Linked DNA regions of Rattus norvegicus: region 2 is linked to region 1. Evidence: chromatin contacts called from public Hi-C data. All regions are on one chromosome and are shown on one strand. The core of a region is the stretch at or near the end of the contact, and the rest is flanking DNA. Distances in the headings are between cores, read along the strand shown.

What was found. A called contact is a pair of places that touch in the nucleus more often than the background predicts.
Region 2: a Hi-C map of liver shows a contact between it and region 1, with 4 times the contacts expected there. The contact joins the promoter of Eepd1 here to the enhancer-like site in region 1. A contact is called at or near these places in 9 of 12 Hi-C or Micro-C datasets (the A7r5 cell line, the Rat2 cell line, Schwann cells and 5 more).

What each region holds. Positions count from the first base shown.
Region 1 is chr8:32,077,837-32,082,948 of GRCr8, forward strand. No RefSeq gene overlaps it. Among named protein-coding and RNA genes, the nearest start is that of Septin7, 85 kb to the left of the region's middle. Within about 2 kb of position 2,330, at least 1 of the 93 cell types and tissues checked has an H3K27ac peak or open chromatin away from gene starts, as enhancers often do. A contact at or near this core is called in liver, where this site is marked.
Region 2 is chr8:32,231,518-32,236,629 of GRCr8, forward strand. Eepd1 (endonuclease/exonuclease/phosphatase family domain containing 1) reads left to right here and starts at 2,428. Exons shown (of 7, transcript NM_001014088.3): 1 at 2,428-3,355. The coding sequence starts at 2,478.

The sequences.
Region 1 (5,112 bases), core at 1,080-3,579:
TTTTGGACTGAGGATGTAGCTAAGTAATAAGAGCATTCGTTTCCCACAAGCAAGAGCCTGTGGGTTCGATTCGCAGAACTGTGGAGGAAAAGAGAGGGAGACAATGTTCTAAAATGGTCACACAACTCTGAATATACCAAAAATTGTTGACTGGGGTGTTGGCCACTCATACAGTGCTTATAGCTCAGGCCTGGGTCATGACATGACAGGTCAGAATCCATACCGAAATGCTGGTGTGGTGGTCTCGGCCTGTAATTCTAGCACTAGGGATGTGGGGCAAGAGGATCCTGAGATTTGCTAGCCAACCAGTTTAGCTCAATCAGCAAACTTGAGGTTCAACGAGAGATCCTTTCTCAAAAAAAAAAAAATGGTGGAGAATGATCAAGGAAGCCATTGATGTCCACCTCTGGCCTCCATCCACATGCATACATATGCATGGATATACATTTGTAAATATATTAATATTTCATATCCACATATAGATTTCTTAGTTTAATCTCAGTTATAGTAGGTTTCTTTTAATAATAAAAGCTTAATGGACAAAAAAAAATGGTTGAATTCCCTTGTATTTAAAGCTTGAATTTCTCCAGAAAGTGTGAAACCAATTTTTCTTACTCTTCGTCTAGATCGCCTATATAGGAAAAAAAAGTTAAATTTTTAATTCAGTCACTCACCCATTTATGAAAATGAAACAAAAGTTACTTCCCAAAAAAATAAATGAAAAAGTCCATCTTTGATGATATCACAGGTGAAAGGCAATGACTATCTATCAAGTGTATATAAAAGACCTACCATGTGTATGTAAAAGTAGACCTCCAATGGGCTTCTGAATGCAGCTCTTCCTGCAGGAGCTTTGCTTTTGGTAAGAGAATCTTGCTGCTGTCATACCTTAAGTAGGACACAAGACCTGGCTAAGTTCAGGGACTGAGTTGAATAGTAACTGAGACCTCAGTCAGGAAGCAGAGGGACTCGGGCAAATGACCTGACTTGCAGCTCTTCTAAACAAACCTTCCACTCTATGCCTTTCCCTCGACATTAGCTGCAACTTAATCAAGCCTGAGTAAACACTGAAGTCAACACATTAGTACAGAGTGGAGGCAAGAGATGAAGCCCGGGGCTGTCTGCCTTTGGAGTCCACAACACAGGCACAGGTCAGGATGCATAATGAAGAGATAGACGGCTGGATAGTAGGAGACTATGGATGATGGGAGGGAGATGAGACACTGTGGAACACCTCTGCCCGCCCTGCTCACTGCCCGCACACACATACAGACTACAGGACTCCTCTCCACATGTTCCAAAGAACAGAGGCAATAAGGAAACTTCCATTCATCATCCTCAGGACATGAGTGGGTTTTTCTTATTTGTACCTTTATAAAAGAACAATATTGCTTATTTCTCTGGTGGCTGCTCTCACAAGAATCCTCTGAGTCTATAAAGACCACACATGCCTGACAGGCCATCTACTAGGTAATGGAAGCTCCATTCACTGGCTGTCTTTCATCAGGGTCTCTCCTTGGCACTGGGTTCAGAAAGCACACAGAGGACGCCACACTCGGGCAGCCATGACAAGCCACATTTAGGAGAATCCAGGAGGTCTGGATTCTCAAACAACTGTGCCCATTTCCCCGAAACCAGACTCTGCTTCCTCACTTGTTGAACAGAGATGATCTCACCTATGCAGCCCCTACCTCCCCTTGGGCGAGTCACAGTGTGAAAGTGCTCAGTGAGTGACACAGACCAGCCTGCCTTTGAACTGACTCCCTGCCATGTACTGACACTGGAAGACTTGATTAACGTCATCAAGTCTAGGGTCTTCATCTTCCTTCCAAGGAAAGGTCCTGCCATCTTCCCACAACCAGCTATCAGGATTAAACGGGATGAGATGTATGGAAACAGCACATAACTGCTAAGTAAGTGTTACACGTTGTGGCTGCTCTTCCTGGCTGTTAACTAAACCCACAGCAGGTGCTCTAACCCCTCACCAGTCTGCTTGCCACCGTCTTTTGGCTTAGAAAGATGAACAGATATTTGGGAAGCAGAGGATGGGAAAGGAAAGTCTGAGATGTACTCAGTAGGAGGAAAAACATGCATCAGTGCAAGGGAAATCTAGGGGAAATGGCCTTTCTCCAGAGAAGGGCTGTGGAAACACTGAAAATAGTCAAGAAACCTATAAGAGCCAGACAGTGACTGTTGGAATAAGACCTTTGGTCCTCTTCTGAGTGTGCCTTTGGAACTGTTGTCAAGGCTGGAGTGACAGGAGCCTTGCCTGTTGACCCAGAGCAATGGGAGAACTTCAGAGCAGGGAATAGGGCTTTGATCTCTTCCCTTTGCCCAGGGCTCTCCTGGTGAGCTCCAGGGGTCATTGGCTCCTGGCTATGACACCAGCTCTCCTCACTCTCCTATTTGTTTATTAGTGGCCCCTCCTCCTGAGGAGGCCTGACGTTGCAGGGTCACACAGACTGCAGACATGGGCCGACACGCTGACTATGTATTAGATTACAAACATATAATTCCATGTTTTAATCACATTCAGTTACAGCTAGTTTTGTAACATGTATTTTGATTTCCACAATAGGTCACCTGCTCTCAAGTTAATCAAGCATGGTGTAGTCTTTTGCAAGGACCACACTTTAGTGTTTCACATAGAAAGCAGTTCAGAGATGGACAGCTTTGCAAACTTTGTGGTAGCATGGGTAAGCACTCCAGACACTTCCACAGTATCTATATGTATATGAATATGTAGATAACAACTGCATTTATAATTTATCTGCCCTGTATCATTGAACATGAAGGTGCTTTTCACTAGGGTAAGTAGTGTCCCAGAGTGTACCTTGTGAGCAAATGTGTATGCATCTCTAATTTCTCCAATATATAATCCTAGGTGTAGATTGGCTAGATTACATGGGATGCATCTATAGTCATAATCAACACAAATCCCTAAGTCTCTTCATTTCCATGTATGTTGTAAGTGTGTGTGTTTGTGTGTTCTCATATGTATGTGGAAAGCAGGAGGATGCTGGTATCTCTTCTATCCCTCCCCTCATTATTGCCTTGAGACAGGGTCTCTCACTGAGGTGGAAACTCATCATTTCAGCTGGGCTGAAGTCTCAGAATCCATCTTGCTTTGCCCTTGCAAAGCTGAGGTTACAGGCACATGAGGTCATTCTTGACTTTTCTATGTGGCTGCTAGAGATTTGAACCCAGGTTCAGGTGCTCGTAGAGTAAGTATACCTTCCCACCGAGCCAGCTCCCAGACCTTAAATTATTTTTTCTTTGAATGAGACTGTAGTTGGAGTTGGATTCTGTTGAGAGGTGAGGAGTTCTGCCAACCCTCTTTATGATGACAGCTACAAGGTATGCCCCTGAAGCCTTCAAGCAAGATGTTCTGCCATTCGTCTCAATATGAAGTCTTGGGTAAGGGTCAGATGTCTCTGTGTCTGGATCTCTTGACAATGCCAGAGTAAGGGCTTATAGAGGCAATAGACTCAGCTTAGCACAACTAGTAAGGAGCAAGGAGAACTGAGATGGGCAACCTCACTCCTGTGGCAGCTCCTTTCCCAGTGTCAGCCTTGCAGAGACAGAGTGTGCAGTGGGCTGGCAGACCCTTCAGGTAATCATCACTAGACTAGAGGTCTTCTTTTTCTTTCCTTCTTCCCTCCCTCCCTCCCTCCTTTCCTTCCTTCCTTCCTTCCTTCCTTCCTTCCTTCCTTCCTTCCTTCCTTCCTCTCTCTCTCTCTCTCTCTCTCTCTCTCTCTCTCTCTCTCTCTCTCTTTCTTTCTTTCTTTCTTTCTTTCTTTCTTTCTTTCTTTCTTTCTTATTCTAACCAGTTTTGCTAACCAAAGTGGAAGAATATCACAGGTTTTCTCAACCCAATCAGGAAGCAAGCTGATCAAATGGAAGAAGACCAGACCCACCTGTGGGACTGGTCCTGGCCAAGTGAGTGTAATCCAGCATTAGCCAGTTGTATGCAGATATGAGTGGACTCTTTTGAAGGTAGCTAACTACCTGAAGTGGGCCTAACATGCAGGAAGGTGGAAAAGGAGGCTTGTTTGGGTTGGTCGGTTTGAGAAGAATCCATCTTTCTCAGGGGTCTGTATTATGTCAAATGCAATGAAGTCACTTTTAAAAAACATGTCTATTACATAAATATTATCCAGGACAGTATGAAGTAAGCTTACTGTTATTTTCAATGAGTTTTATCTTTTTAAAATATACATATCAATTTTAACTTGACATAGTAAACAGATGATTTATCATAGAATCTCTTTTAGGATATGGATGGATGCTGAGGAATATGTCACATTTGTGTGATTATTAAATATGGATTATTCAGACAGTTTCCATAACATTTTATCCACTCACCAGTCACATTAAGTTTATCACTCACTAAGTCTATTTCTGGGGTCTGGAAAATATTCTGATGCTATTATAAATGTTGTATTTAAATTTGCATTTCAAACATTGTTCAGTAAATGAAAACAAATAATGTTTTTTTTGTCTCGTTTTATGTCAAGCTTACTAAATGCCCATACTTTCATGAATATCTTCTGGGTTTTTAAAAATGGATAAACTAGAAAAAGAAGAAAATCCTTCTCCTCTTCCTCCTGCCCCTGCCCCTGTTCCTTCTCCACCTGCTCCTCCTCCTCTTCTTCTCCACCACTTTGAACCTCGAAGTTTGCAAAATGGCATGTCCCATGAGCCCTGTACCACCGAACTTTCTGCAACAACTAGTTGTAACAGAACAGTGTCTTAATTGAGCAGTGACTGCAGGTTTCTTTCTCAGGTCTGTTTCCTGGGTACTGGTTTGGGAAGATACTTCAAGGATGTGCACATTTCAGATTTCTCTTTTCACTTTTACTCACCAAGCTGGACATCTGTTAATGATTGTTAGCCACAGTCATTGTTACCGTGAAGTTTGCCATGTGAATCACTTTTCCGTTACGCCTGTCCTTGTCAGCTAAAGTGATTCCCCTGGAGACCAAGTTTTTCAATGATCATCATGATGTCTTTGTTGTCTCTAAAAAAATCAATAGTGTCCTGTTCACTTTTCTAGAGTTGTGAAGACATACCATGACTGTGGCAACTCTTAGGAAAGAAAGCACTTAATTG
Region 2 (5,112 bases), core at 1,178-3,677, 150 kb after region 1:
TCCATTTCCCAACACGATCACCTTCCTGAGGGCCAAACTCTAATACAGGAACCACTGGGGGACAAATTCACCCCAAACCCGGACTGAAGTTCCTGAGGTTGCCCATCTTTGACTACAGTAAGTCTAGGCACACACATGTGGAGGGGTTTGGCTCTGTGCTTCTCTTGCTCTTCCGGTCATTACCTGTAAGTGCAATGTCTGAGTGGTGCAGCAAGTGTATTTTTAACTTTCAAGGGAACTGTCAAGGTAGTCTGCAAAGTGGTCGTATCAACTTCTGATCCTACAAGTGATCGGTGGAAGTTTCATTTGTCTGTATCCCCAGCAGCTTGATCATCAGTCACTGGAATGATGTGTGCCTTCCACCTTAGTCAACGTGTACATGGTGCACTCTGTCCATCTACCTGTTCCTGTTGCCATCGTATTTTTCCTCTCTACATTCTTTTTTCCCCCTCTCCCCACTTTGGCAGTCTTCTCAAGTGAGAATGGCTTGAGTGGAAATAAAGCTGACAGATCGAAAGTTAGCTGAAGACATGGAGGGAGTCGGGCCAGCCTGTGTCATACTTAGTGAGGATGCATGCCTGCTCCAGGTAAGGTGGATTCCATAACGATTCCCGGTGAATCAGGACCCCTTTTTTTCTTTAAGTTCATCAGACTGGGGTGTCTTTCACTTGTACTAGTGAGGTTCCTTAGATCCCTAGCATTTCACCAAGCCTGGGTTGTCACCCACTTCACCTGTGAATGCTTTCTGTTGGTATTCAAATCAGAAGCCTTGTTCAGATCTGTTCTTTCAGAGGTCACTGACAGCTCTGGGTCAAAGTATCTAAAGGCTCACCCTGTCACTGCTACCCTGCAGGGTTTGTTTAGCCAAATACTCCTGCTTCAGGTATCCATTGTAATGCATCAGGCTCTTTAATCTTTAACTAAATTATCATCATTTCACAATGTGATCCAAAAACTGTTTTGGAAAGCTGCCTGCACTTCCCAGTATTGTTTCCTTCCGTTTTTTTTTTTTTTTTTTTTTTTTTTTTTTTTTTTTTTTGCGATTAGATTTAATACTTAACAGAAACATGCCCTTATTTTCTCAGAGAGCTAAATTTGCAAAGGGCAGCAGATGTACAACCTTTGTGAACACCCAGGAGGCAAGTCCTCTTCCAGTGACACATGGTTCCCAGACATTAGTGGAGCACGAAGGTCTCTCTGAGTAGGAGGAAAGACCTAAAAAGTAGCGAGAGAATTGAGCTAGATCCATTTTATCCCCGGTCTGAGAATTTCAGGAGCTCTGGATATGCAGGACAAGCCTACTTCACAGAGAAGACCCCCGCTTGCCTTAGGTAGCCCTAAACAGCTTCACCTAACAAAAGGAGCTTGGTAGGAGCTCAGGTTCAGAAAAACAGCCCGGCTCACAGTGAGCCATTCCTACTGCCCGCCCAGTCCCCAAGTCCCGCCCTCGACCCCGCCCCACGAGGCCCACCAATGGTCCCGCCCCAAGGCACTCCTGTCCCGCCCCTACGTGCGGCGGGGAGGCGGGAGGAGGAGTTTGCGCGGAGGAGGCGTGGCTGTGCGGGCGGAGGCACGGGCGGGCGCCGCGACCCTACTTCAGCTGTGACACCCACGGCGAAAGGCGGTGGTGGCGCGCGGCGCGCGGCTCGGGACGCGCTCCGCCGTCTCTCGCACCCGAGTTAGGCGCCGGGTTTTGCCTGGATCGACGCAGCTGCGACGCCGCTAGTCCTGGTGCAGCATCGGGGGCCGAATTTCGCCGCTGCTACTGTCGTTTAGGAGCAATCCTGCCTGCCCCGGGAAAGCTGCACTGAAGAGTTTCCCTGGGAGAAAGAGCCGGGACGCGCGCGTAGAGCCACCGGGGACCGAGAGCGGACCCAGCAGAGCGGCGGAGAGGTGGGACGCGGGGATCGGAGATCCGGGGGGTGGGTCCCTAAATCCTTGTTCAGTGTCTGCGGCCACAGGCTCAGCCGAGTTACCAAGTTACAGTGCTTTGAGCGCAGTAGGGGCTTCTTCTTGCCTGTCTGCAGGAGCCCCGTTGTGTGTGTGTGTGTGTGTGTGTGTGTGTGTGTGTGTGTGTGTGTGTGTGTGTATGGGGGGGGCGTCCGAAGTGAGGAGGTGGCCCCAGCGGGGATATCTCTGTTCCCCTTTTGGATCCAGTGTGATAAATAACCCGAGGAAACCCCACAAAGGTCAGCCTTTCTGGGTCTATGTTTTTAGAAGTTGACCTGACCCCCCTACGCGTTATGAACTTCCAACACTGCGAGAGTGCAAAGGGTTGATTGATTAATTTCAATCAATTTCCATGTCAATTTCTAGGGGGCCAAGCAAAAGGTAATTTTGAACACTAGTCATGGAAGATTTGATGTTCGTCTGCAGCAACTTCCTCGACCCATAAGTCCTGCAACCTCCTGTTCTTTTGTGCCTGTAAAGGCTCCCGGGTTCCTTCTCTATCCAGAATTGTTTTGTGGTGGTTGGCCATGGGGAGCACCCTGGGCTGCCATCGCTCTATCCCCAGAGACCCATCAGACCTGTCACATAGCCGCAAGTTCAGCGCTGCCTGCAACTTCAGCAACATCCTGGTGAATCAGGAGCGACTAAATATCAACACTGCCACTGAGGAGGAACTGATGACCCTGCCTGGGGTGACACGTGCAGTGGCCCGAAGCATCGTGGAGTACCGAGAATATATCGGCGGCTTCAAGAAGGTGGAAGATCTAGCACTTGTCAGTGGTGTAGGGGCCACTAAACTAGAACAGGTCAAGTTTGAGATCTGTGTGAGCAGCAAGGGTAACTCAGCACAGCACTCTCCCAGTTCCCTGAGGCGGGATCTGCTGGCTGAGCAGCAGCCCCATCACCTGGCCACCACTGTGCCCCTCACTCCACGAGTCAATATCAACACAGCCACCCTTGCTCAGCTCATGAGTGTCCGGGGCCTCAGTGAGAAGATGGCCGTCAGCATCGTGGACTACCGCCGCGAACATGGCCCTTTCCGAAGTGTTGAGGACTTGGTGAGGATGGATGGAATCAATGCAGCCTTCCTGGACAGAATACGACACCAGGTGTTCGCAGAGAGGTCCAGGCCCCCATCTACCCACACCAATGGGGGTCTTACCTTCACTGCCAAGCCTCATCCCAGTCCCACGTCTCTGAGCCTGCAGAGTGAGGACTTGGACCTGCCACCAGGGGGGCCCACGCAGATTATCTCTATGAGGCCCTCGGTGGAGGCCTTTGGAGGTATGAGGGATGGGCGACCTGTGTTTAGGTTGGCCACGTGGAACTTACAGGGCTGCTCTGTGGAGAAGGCCAATAACCCAGGGGTCCGAGAGGTGGTGTGCATGACGCTTCTGGAAAACAGGTGAGGGCTGCAACCGCGAAGGGTGCTGTGAGTGAGGATACAAATGAGTGGATCCTTTGTGGCAAGGGAGAGGAAAGAGTGCTTAACCCATGTTCCTGAGGTTCTAGAGCTGAATGCTGAGTGATAGTCCCCTGCTATGCAGAGGCTATGTACGGTGGGTTCTGCTTTGGAGAAGGACTTTGGCTTATGGAACTTCACAGACTTTTAACTGCCTCAGGGACTGAGGCATATAGTCTTGCATATAAGAAAAACGAGGGTTTTTTTTTTTTTTTGTTGTTGTTGGTTTTTTTTTTTGTTTGTTTGTTTTTTTTTTTTTTTTTGTCTTTCTTCAGAGTCATGCTTTCTCTGTAGCTTTGACTGTCCTAGAACCAGGCTGGCTTTGAACTCAGGGATTCAAGGGATCCACCTGCCCCTGCCTCCTGAGTGCTGGGGTTAAAGGCATGCACTACCACTGTCCTGATAAAATCCTGAGATTTTTTTTTAAGGTTACGTTAGTGGGAGGGAAAGTCATGTTTTCCCATCAAATACGCCTATTTGTGTGGACAAAAAAAAAAAATTTTGCAAACTTACGCACTGTATTTGCCAGGGAGCTGTGAACAAAGCACGGAACACTGCTTTTCCTTGCTGAACCTGAACTTGGCTTTTAGCATGCTCCTCCTCCTGTCCCAGAGCTAGAAAAGGCCAGTTTGGGTGTGGATACTGGGCGGATGGTTCCTTCTGAACTAAAGGAGAAAAGCCTGGCAGGTCCGGCCAGTGGGAGAGGATGCTTCTAATCGTCACAGAATTACCGTCTGTAGGAACTAACTCCCCACACGGTAGAATAATACATGGTGGCAAGAACTCCTGCTATTTGTAACAGTGTACAGTGTCATTAGCTTTCTCACTGTGTCAGAAATTCTCAGACCCTGATCTGCAGGGATCTGGGGCGCAGTCAGTGCTGGTACTTTTTTGCTTGCCCTCCTTTGAGGAGGCCGATCTGCTTGGCGAGGTGGTTTCTTGGTGTCTGGAAGTGAAAAGTGAGCTCTCAGTGCGGAATCAGTGAACTGAGGCAGGTCATGGACAGATTAGTGAGGAGGAAAGCAGGTCACAACATTTTCTTGGCACCGTCCCATGGCACATTCTTATCTCCGAGGGGAGAGAGAGAGGGTTGCAGGATGGATCAGGAACCAGAAGATCACTGGGTGCTCTACTCCCTGCTACATTGTACTTACTGTCTGTCTGTCACCCCAACTCAGTCATTCTGCAAACTAACCCTGTTCACAGCCCTGGGAGACTCACATCAGGACCGGCTTGATAATGATGCTCCTTCACAGCTGCTGGGGGACAGCGGCCAGCAGCATGATTGCCTGATTTCCAGCAGGGGTTTTCTTAAGACCCAGTGTAGTAAAGAGATGGGCGAATCTGGATCTCAAGTCTCTCAGTAGGGTGGACAGCAGGGGCAGTCCTTCTCCATTCACTTCATCAGTGTGGCTCTGGACCAGTACCACCAGACACTGCCTAAGAAGCTCTGGGTGCCAGCCAGGGTTCAGTCTACGTGTTTCTGGTGTGCTCTAGAGCTGAGAGGCGTGGTGCTGGTATTGGCATTCCTGGTGTGACTTTGTGTTGAGTTTTTCCGTTACTTTGCCCCCTCCTTTGACTGTTCTGGCCATCCCTGAATTTATTTGTTCCTATACCATTCAGTCTGGCCAGGAATTAAGGGCCTTAATACTTTCTAAGATATACGAATGAAGAGAGGGGAAGGTGGGAGGGTTGAGACT